2 separate regions of the Sus scrofa genome follow, and region 1 is linked to region 2. The links are chromatin contacts, called in public promoter capture Hi-C maps. All regions are on one chromosome and are shown on one strand. Each heading gives the region's core, a stretch centred on a gene start, on an enhancer-like site or on the middle of the called end of the contact. The rest is flanking DNA. Distances are from core to core; before and after follow the strand shown. Region 1 overlaps SLC38A11 (putative sodium-coupled neutral amino acid transporter 11). Region 2 holds the start of COBLL1 (cordon-bleu protein-like 1).

Region 1 (4,559 bases), core at 902-3,401, 66 kb after region 2:
GAGAAAGGAAAACTTTAACCCTGAGGGTACTTAGCATGAAATAGCATTTCTAAATCCTCTTTCAAATAAAACTAAGCACATTAATTACCCTAGAAAATTGACAGCAGAACTAAATAACTATGACTCATTCAACTTCCCCCACACTAGCTTATGGATAAATCCAACCTGAGGGGGAATGTCAGATTGAAAATCATGGGGAGTAGTGTTGTCTATTATAAAAAGACCAAGAGTTACTGACTTCAAAGGAAATAGACATTCCTCTTGAGGAAGCCATATCTGCACTAGTAACTTTGCAAATACAGTAAGGTTAAAATTTAATGTATTTAAGGTGATATATTTTTTAATCATGTTAGATATTAATTATGTATTAAACAAAACATAACCCATATTATTAACAAAATACATTAAATACAATTCTATAAAAAATTCTAACAAAATTTTTTTAAAACAGATACTCAATAACAAATATGATATGGTTTAGAATTAAAAGGAAGCTTTATATGAAACACATGTTTTCCAAATTTGAAAAAATTATTCTGGAAATTGGTAAATATATAGAAAGAATAGTATAATGAAATCCTATACACTATCGCCTATGGTTTGAAAGCATTTGACACTTTATTTTGGTAACTGTGCCCAGAGAAAAATCATAGAAAGCTTATTTTGAAAGTGGATGATGTTAAAAAAAAACAATTATGCCTTTAAAATAGTCTTAGAGTTGCCATGTGGCTCAGCAGAAACGCATCCGACTAGGATCCATGAGGATGCAGGTTCCACCCTGGGGCTTGCTCAGTGGGTTAAGGATCCTGTGTTGCCGTGAGCTGTGGTGTAGGTCGCAGACACAGCTTAGATCCCTCCTTGTGGTGGCTCTGGCATAGGCCAGCGGCTACAGCTCCGATTCGACCCCTAGCCTGGGAACTTCCATTTGCTGTGGGTACAGCACTAAGATGCGAAAAACAAACAAACAAAAAGCAAATAAACAAACGGAGTTCCGTCGTGGCGCAGTGGTTAACGAATCCGACTATCCGACTAGGAACCATGAGGTTGCGGGTTCGGTCCCTGCCCTTGCTCAGTGGGTTAATGATCCGGCGTTGCCGTGAGCTGTGGTGTAGGTTGCAGACGCGGCTGGGATCCCGCGTTGCTGTGGCTCTGGTGTAGGCCAGTGGCTACGGCTCCGATTGGACCCCTAGCCTGGGAACCTCCATATGCCGCGGGAGCAGCCCAAGAAACAGCAAAAAGACAAAAAAATAAAAAAATAAATAAAATAAAATATTTAAAAAAAATAAAATAAAATAGTCTTAAAAGTTTTCTCAGTATCCCCATTTACTGTGTTTTATACTAAGTACTATTCTCAAACCAGAAATATATAACCATGATTTTAAAAATATAATTTTTTAAAATTTTTTGCAAAGCCCCAAAAGTCTGGAGAAGTGTCAGTTAAGGGGTGGCATTATGAAGTCAAATAGACAGGTGGTATCTAAAAATCTGGGGAAGAATAGGAGGGCCCGCACTTCATGGAAACTATTTCTATAGTCAAGAGTCATAGGAATGAGAAAATACCAAGATGTGCCATATTCTAATTTAAAATATATAGATAATATAATTTTGCTATTAATAGCACCTGAACACCTATAAAAGTTCATAGGATATAAAGGATTAGTATTCATATGGCCAGAATCAAATAAATCATGGATTCCTTAGGCTCCATCATGACACTTGAAACTGACAATGTTTTTTGTTTTGTTTTGTTTTGTTTTTTGCTTTTTAGGGCCACACCTGCAGCATATGGAAGTTCCCGGGCTAGGGGTCGAATTGGAGCTCCATCTGCCAGCCTACACCACAGCCACAGCAATACGGGATCCAAGCCATGTCTGCAACCTACACCACAGCTCACAGCAACCCACTGAGCGAGAGATCAAACCCTTATCCTCAAGGATCCTAGTTGGGTTTGTTAACTGCTGAGCCATGAAGGGAACTCCCTGAAATGTTTTTTAAGTTATAAAAAAACTTTAGAACTCAAGCTGTGCTTATAATTATTATCTTTTGATTTCTAGGAACTAATTTTTGAAATACACACATACTTTGTGCGCGCACGCGCATGCGTGTGTGTGGGGGGGTGTCTCTTCAAAGGAACAAACATGTGAAGCTACTTATCTGGAACTGTCGAGTGTGAAAGTGCTATCAGGATGAAAACTGCCACCAGCTGCTGCTAAGAAGCTGTCATCAGTCAGCATTTTGGGACTCTTCCAAACCTAACTTGCTGGGCAGTGCAAAGCAATGGGTGTTCTGTTTATGCCACAATTCTTAAGAGTTGAGAAAGTAGCAATTAGTGGGAAAACTGTATAGCTGCTGTTTGTACTGGACGATGTCCAGCTGAGTATCTTGTCTAGATAGTGGTTACTTTCTTAATATTTGAAAGCTCTGTCTTGCTACAGATTGTTGTTAGGACCCAAGATCATCAGTAAAATGACAGAACAGTTCCATCTGTTCTATTCCCTATAAATTAGTCCAGCTGATTTGATTTATCTATTATAGCCTTACCTGAGGATACACCACTGGCTTTGGGATCATTTTTGAAATTTCTTGATAGGACATAAATACCGTAACTGTTTATAAAATGGACAATGAAATATAGCCTTCTTTATAATGGCGGGGCAGCACTAATCTTTGATAATAACACTTTTGAAGCCAAGGCATTTTATGGTTTTGCAGGAAGAAATAATAGAAGGTGTTAAGAAGATTTTTAGTGGTAGTGCAGTTTGGAAAAGTATCCGAATTCTCCTACCCGAACAGAAAACACTCATTAGATGCAAGGAAGCTGAAAACTAAATAAAAGAATACACGTCTTTAAAATTTCTACTTTGTAATCAGTTTGGACTCATGTAATGTGTTCCTGTAACTTAAAAAGAAATCTAGCTCAGAGGTCTTTGACAGCTTGGACTATGGCTTGCTCAATGTGTGTACCCTTTCTGGGTAACTGGTTTGCTTTCTTCCTTCTGCTGTTAAATTGCACACAGTGATTGTTGGGCTGGTTACTCTGCCACAGACACATGAAGCTTCATCTTTTTTCTTTATACTACTGCAAGTAAAAATCTGGAGGGCTCAATTACTGTAGATGCCTCTCTTCTCTAATAGCAACATCGCTACTGAGATGCTAAATTCTTATTACCAAGAATGGAATTTTATTTTATTTGTTTCTAAAATAAATCCTTTAAAATCAAGGGTGAATTTGCCTTGGAAAATATGTCATTGTTGTCTACTGCCATGAAAATAATGAAGGGAAGCTTAAGTTTTAAATGGGGTTTTGCTTTTTATTAAATAACTAATATAACCCTGAACAATTTATTCTACATTATTTCAGTTATACTAAGTAACAGCATTTCCTTAACTTTGGAAATTGAAGGCCTGATTCTATTACACAGCTCATCTGTAAAGATCCTTACTCAGTGATGACTCAGAAGCCACGATAAAAAAAATTGCTTAAGTACTACAATTATGAACTAAGTTAAAAGTTATTGGCTAAAAATTATGAACTTAGATGAAAAACTTTTAATTTCATCTCTTGGTATTTATTTTAACCCATTATTAGATACATACAATCCATACATATTATGGGTTATGCTTAATCTCACTTACAGGTAAACTCAATGCATAGATATTTAACTTAAAAAATGGGGAGAAAAAATGGATAGAGAAATGACATAATTTAAAGTCTTACACTTAGGAAACCTCATACTAGTATAATGATTAAAAATATGGGCTATAGGTTTTGGAAACCTGTGTTCATCTTTTGATTCTACCGCTTAAAACTAGTGTGACCTATTTAAGTGTCCATTAACAGATGAATGGATAAAGAAGGTGTGGTATGCTGGTATGTGCTTGTGTGAGTGCATGCATATGCGTGCACATACACACACAAACACACACACCCTGGAATATTTCTCTTTTTTTTTGGCCATGCTTCTGGCATGTGGATGTTCCTAGGCCAGAGAATGAACATGCACTACAGTAGGGAACCAAGCTGCTGCAGTGACATCACTTGATCCTTAATGCACTGTGCCTCAGAAGATTTCCCAGAATATTACTCAGCCAAAAATAAGAATAAAATTCTGCCATTTGCAACAATGTAGATGGACCAAGAGAACATTATGATCAGTGAAATAAGTCAGAGAATGACAAATACTGTATGTTATCACTTACATGTGGAATCTAAAAAATAAAACAAAATAAAATAGTGAATATAGCAAAAAAGAAAGAGACACAGATATAAGAGAACAAACTAGTGGTTACCAGTAGGGAGTTAGGGGGAATGAAGGGGCAGGAGGGGGAAGGGGATGGAGAGGTAGAAATTACCATGTATAAAATGAATAAGTTACAAGGATGTATTTTACAGCATAGAGAAATATAGCCTTTCTGTTACAATAACTTTAGAATGGAATATAATCTATAAAAATATTGAATCACAAAGTTGTATACCTGGAAGAAATATAATATTGTAAATCAACTATAATTCAATTAAAAAAACTAGTGTGACGTATTTAGCTGCTCTAATCACTCTG
Region 2 (4,930 bases), core at 1,500-3,999:
TTTTTTGGGGGGTACCTGAGTACATTTCTGTATTCCTGCAGCTCCATTGAGAGGTCCACGCTTTAATGATTAATTTCTTCCTGACAATGTATTTCTTTCCTCATACATCCTAACGTGACAATATATGAAAGAATATATGATAATATTTAAATAAAAAAACTGGGGAAAGATTAGAAACAGAAGTCAACAGAAATATGACTATTTGCAAAGGGGAGAAGATAACTAATTGAAACAAAAAAATGAAAGAATTAATTCATACACTACATGTTTCCTCTACGTAAGCATTATACTAAATATCTTTTATATTAGTCATGTTGCTTTGAGACTTTTCCATGTTTCCTCTAGACAACTGCCAATGTTCAAATGGTCTCTGATGAATAAACATGCTGTGACTTGCTTCTAAGGAAACGCATGTCATGTTCCAGGGGAAAATGATTTCTCTACTCCTAAATGAGGAAAACTATACAACTCTCATTCATTAGTTACACAGTCGATTCTTCCTTAGCGTGTCTGTTCATATTCTCTTGGATGCTTTTCTGTGTTCAGAATAACTATCAGAAAAGAAATTGAGCTGGGGGGAGACACTTGAAGGAAAAAGTTACACTTCTACAAAAGGGCTTCCCACTTCACAAGCTCAACTAGCGCCTGTGTTAAACTTTCACTGTTTACCAAGACGAAGGTTATTTTCCGGTGCTCCCCATCTCTTGCAGAACTACCTGTTCTCGTTACTGTTTACCCAAAGACAGAGCAAGGTGATTATTAGCATATCTGGCAAGAAGACGTGCTCCATTTAATATTAACTCACCATGTGACAGCCCCTTCCCCTCCAACCTCTCTTAAACGTGTACGAATACAAAGAAAAGTATCGTGTTTGCAGTCTGACTCTGCGCTAGGCTTTGGCACCAGCAATTGGCTAGAGGCACACACACCCCCAATCCGAGGCGCGCAACCTGCCCGTCCCGGAACTGTCATGCGGACTGACAGCTGGCACACCTTCCTGTCGCCCTCCACCCGGTCGCCGAAGGCCCCTTTCCTACAGTCACCTTGACAGTGCTCACCTGCTGGGCCTCAGCCCTTGGCCAAGAAAACTTTTTTCCCCTTCCCAGGAGTTCACTTACAGGTATCCTCCGCCTCTCTCCCACAGCCCCAACAATGGGCCCTTTGTTACCATTTTGCTCCCGGACTTCTTACCCAATGCCTGGCATTCAGCTGCCCTTCAGCTACTCAGAGAAGCCCCGGTAGGAAAGCAATCAAAAACTACCCGAGCCCCGTCCCCGGGCGGCCTCCGAGGAAGCCTGGAGGAAGCCGCCTCGTTGGCCGCGTGTCCTACTGCGGGTGAATCAGGCCGCCGACTGGGTGGCGAGCTGCTAGCCAGGTAACTGGTTGGAGCCCGGGCAAACCTCGTCCTCTCCCTCCCGGGTCGGCCCTTGGAGACTCACCCTGCTGGGGCAGCCGGCTGAGGCGCCGCCAGGGCGTCCTGCGCGCTCGGAACTCCGCCGTCCATCGCCCTGCTGGGTGCTGCGCGGGCTCTGGCTCCGAGGCGGCGCGTCACTGCTGTAGTGGGAGAGGCCGGCGGGTCAGGGCGGGACGCACGCCTTCCCGAGGCCTGAGCAGGGTTGGCGGCGCGTCAAGAGCCCGCCCGAGTCGCCCGAGCCCTGGGTTAGACCGCCCGCCTCCCGGGTGCGCTTCCACCTGCGGGCCGGGCTCCCAGCCTGTGGGCGCGCCGCTGGGTCTAGCGGCCGGAGGGAGGCGGCGCAGTAGCCCCCGCCCCTGGGGTTACTGGGTAGCCATTCGGCGCCTCTCGGGGAGGGAGCGGAGCTGCCCGGGCTGGAAGGAGGAGGAACGGGACGAGGGGCGAGGCGCACAGGCACCGCCGTCGCCACGCCGGCAGTGCGATTCCGGGCCCCCTCGGCCAAGTTTGCACAAACAAAACGCCCTGGGGAAGCTTTTCACGAAGAAAAAGCTGGGAGGGCTCATTTCTCTTTTCCCACCCAGGGCTCCTACTTTCTTTTCAAAAGGAGACAGTAGCTCCCTGTTCTCTCCCACGGCTTCCTCTCCCACATGTCCCTCCTCTAGACCCGGCGCTCGCTTTCGGCTCTCCAGCCAGGGCTTGAGGAGAGAGCGGCTGCCTCTCCGAGGCTCAGTCCAGCGCGGACCGGACCGCAGCTTCGCATCCCCTACCTCACCGGCGGGTGCCGGCGCCGCCTGGCCTCTCCCCGGGCCGGCTCACTCACCCTGCCCCATTTCCCTGACCAGAGCCCGGGAGCCAGCAGCCGCCTCCGCCAGTCGGCCACTCAGAAGTGGCGACGGGGCTCGGCGGCATCGGAGTGAAACGAGCAGCGAGCCGGAGAGAGAAAAGTGTGGGGGGTGGGCGAGGACCGAGTGGTAATTTCCTTCCCCTGGGGCTTAAGGGCTTTGGGGTCCAGTTGGGGAAGCCGAACGGAAAGGAGGCTCCTGCGCAGTGTGTTCTCATTCCCACCGCTAGGGTGTCGCTTTGGGAAGCTTGGCCCGCCTGGGCCGGACAGGTGGGGAGGAAGGGAGGGTACCTGCCCCGCAAGGAGCCGAGGGGAGGATCCAGGAGCCGTGGAAGTGCCGGGAGAAACTCGAAGAACCGGGCCGGCAGCTTGCCCTCCCTTCCAGTCTCACCTTCCCCCATCCAGGGTGGGTTTTTTTTGCTTTGTTTTGTTTTTTTCCAACCTGACTTCTAAAGTTGCTCTTCTGTTAAAAGCATACCCGTGACACTGTGATTTTTCTACGCGGTGGCATGTTTAAGCTTGCCTTGTCTTCAGAGGCATATTTCTTTCTTTCTTTCTTTCTTTCTTTCTTTCTTTCTTTCTTTCTTTCTTTCTTTTTTTTATTTTTAAGCCTATAATAACTGTGACGTGAGGCCTGGACGTATATCTGGTGACAATCTATGAACTAAGATTCAAATGATAGGTTTTATTCACCTCGAAAGTTTTACAGGAAGAAATCAGACACAATTGTGTAACTGCACGTTTTCCCACGTGCAAGGCCTTTAGATGATCCTTTACACCTGACAAACAGGTATATTTGCATATCTTGTGTGCCAGTTGTTGTAAGGTGCAAGCCATTTTTGATTGGTCCAAAAGCTTACATTCAGGAATACAACTTGAAATTAGAAATTAACTTTACACTTTAAAACGGAAATACTTCAATAAACCAGTAGAGAGATTAGACGAAAGACCATCTTTTAGGAGGCTTCTGCTGCGCTGTTAAAAACAACCCATCTGTATTAACCACTTCACCCTATTGATAGAATAAAGTTTGGTAGGTGGGTTAAACTGATACTTAGAACCAACATTTGACTAAACCAAAGTTTGACTAAGGCTCTTTAAGTTATATCCACTGTGGCAACCCAGAGGATTGCTGAAACTAACATACTAAATACCCAATGTGCCTTTTGTCTCTTATGGACCGTAATTACTATTTATTCCTTCCTATGCATAATATATTCCTTTCATTGTATTTCTACATATGAAAAGGGGAAAAAGTAGCTTATTTGGATTACAATATTGGAGTCATATCAGAAAAAGTTGCTGTTTAATATTTTACTTAATATATTAGTCAATTCAGTTAAATCCATCTGGATTTTAGTCTTCAAACAATTTCATGAACCAGTTATACCTCTAAATGACTAGCTTTTACAGTTGCTCACACAGACAATAATGTAAACATTGAGTAATAGTGAAACCTAAAGTCTATAAATTTCAGTCACCAAATGAAGATTAAACTTTAGTTTCAACCTTAATTTATGACATGCTAGTAATTTTATTGACTCCATTAGTCTAATCTGAAACATAAAATGTTACCATAACATTTCATAATTGCTGGAGGCTTTTTGAATGCTTACCAATTTTTCCTATCCTCCTCCTGGTTTTAGGTGTGGAAGAGGATTACACTCTCCACCCCACTGAAATTAGGTATGGTGATGTAACTGGTTTTGATAAGTAAATGTAAGCAGACACGAAATATTTCATTTCCTGGTAGAATTCCTTAAGGGCCAGTGCCTGACTTTCCATGCTCTCTTCCCTTGCTGCTGCAATCACAAAGATTTACATTAAGCTGGAGGTGTCATAGGACTGAAAGATCCTGGGATGCTGTACTATTACACTGGGCATAGCTGCCCTGGAGAGCCCCAGGATCTACAACAGAATTAGCATAAAGCAAGAAATAAACTTGTGTTGGGTTAAGCTACTAAAATACTGGAGTGGTTTGTTGTCCAGCATTTCTTAGCCTGCCTTAGTTTTGTTTTTGTTTTTGTTTTTCTTTTCTTTTCTTTTTTAGGGCCACACCTGTGGCATGTGGAAGTTCCCAGGCTAGGGGTCACATTGGAGTTGTAGCTGCTGGCCAACACCACAGTCACAGCAACACAGGATCCGGGCTGCGTCGAGGCCTACAACTGCAACTCATGGCAACACCAAATCTTTTAACCCACTGAGAGAGGACAGGGATCAAAAGCCCATCCTCATGGATAGAGTCAGATTCTTGACCCACTGAGAAGCAATGGGAACTCCTTTTAGTTGTAATTATATTTGATGACTTTCAGAATCTCTAATAGGCTAAGCTCAGAGTTCTCACATGGTAATTACTAAACTATTCCCCCCCCCACCCCTATTCTGATGGTTGCCCAGCTCATTAGCAACATAGTAATCAAGTTGCTATAAATCTTTGTACACAATAGTGAAAAACTGCCCCCTGCCCAGTCCTTCCCTCTTTGCTTAACTATTGCAAAATTGTCAACGTTTCCAAGATTCTGCTCAATTTCTGTCTGTTTGGAACTCTCCCTTGCCCACTCCATCCAATCATTTTTAATTTATGTGCTTAGGTGTTATTTCCTCTGGAGGACTTTCCATACTGCACTTGGAGAATTAGCTCTTCCCTCTCTTATCCCCCTTAGAAGTCTATGAGG

What was found. Promoter capture Hi-C pulls out the DNA fragments that hold promoters and counts their contacts.
Region 1: a contact with region 2 is called in a promoter capture Hi-C map of fetal liver, with 2.3 times the contacts expected there. The contact joins the enhancer-like site here to the promoter of COBLL1 in region 2. A contact is called at or near these places in 1 of 5 promoter capture datasets (fetal liver), 5 of 47 Hi-C or Micro-C datasets (alveolar macrophages, embryonic fibroblasts, skeletal muscle and 1 more) and 1 of 2 datasets of contacts at active chromatin or transcription factors (skeletal muscle).

The regions. Positions count from the first base shown.
Region 1 is chr15:71,562,255-71,566,813 of Sscrofa11.1, forward strand. All of the region lies in intron 11 of SLC38A11 (putative sodium-coupled neutral amino acid transporter 11), which reads right to left. Among named protein-coding and RNA genes, the nearest start is that of SLC38A11, 49 kb to the right of the region's middle. Within about 2 kb of position 2,152, at least 2 of the 83 cell types and tissues checked have an H3K27ac peak or open chromatin away from gene starts, as enhancers often do. A contact at or near this core is called in fetal liver, where this site is marked.
Region 2 is chr15:71,495,746-71,500,675 of Sscrofa11.1, forward strand. COBLL1 (cordon-bleu protein-like 1) reads right to left here and starts at 2,750. Exons shown (of 16, transcript XM_021075418.1): 1 at 2,734-2,750; 2 at 1,440-1,554. The coding sequence starts at 1,504.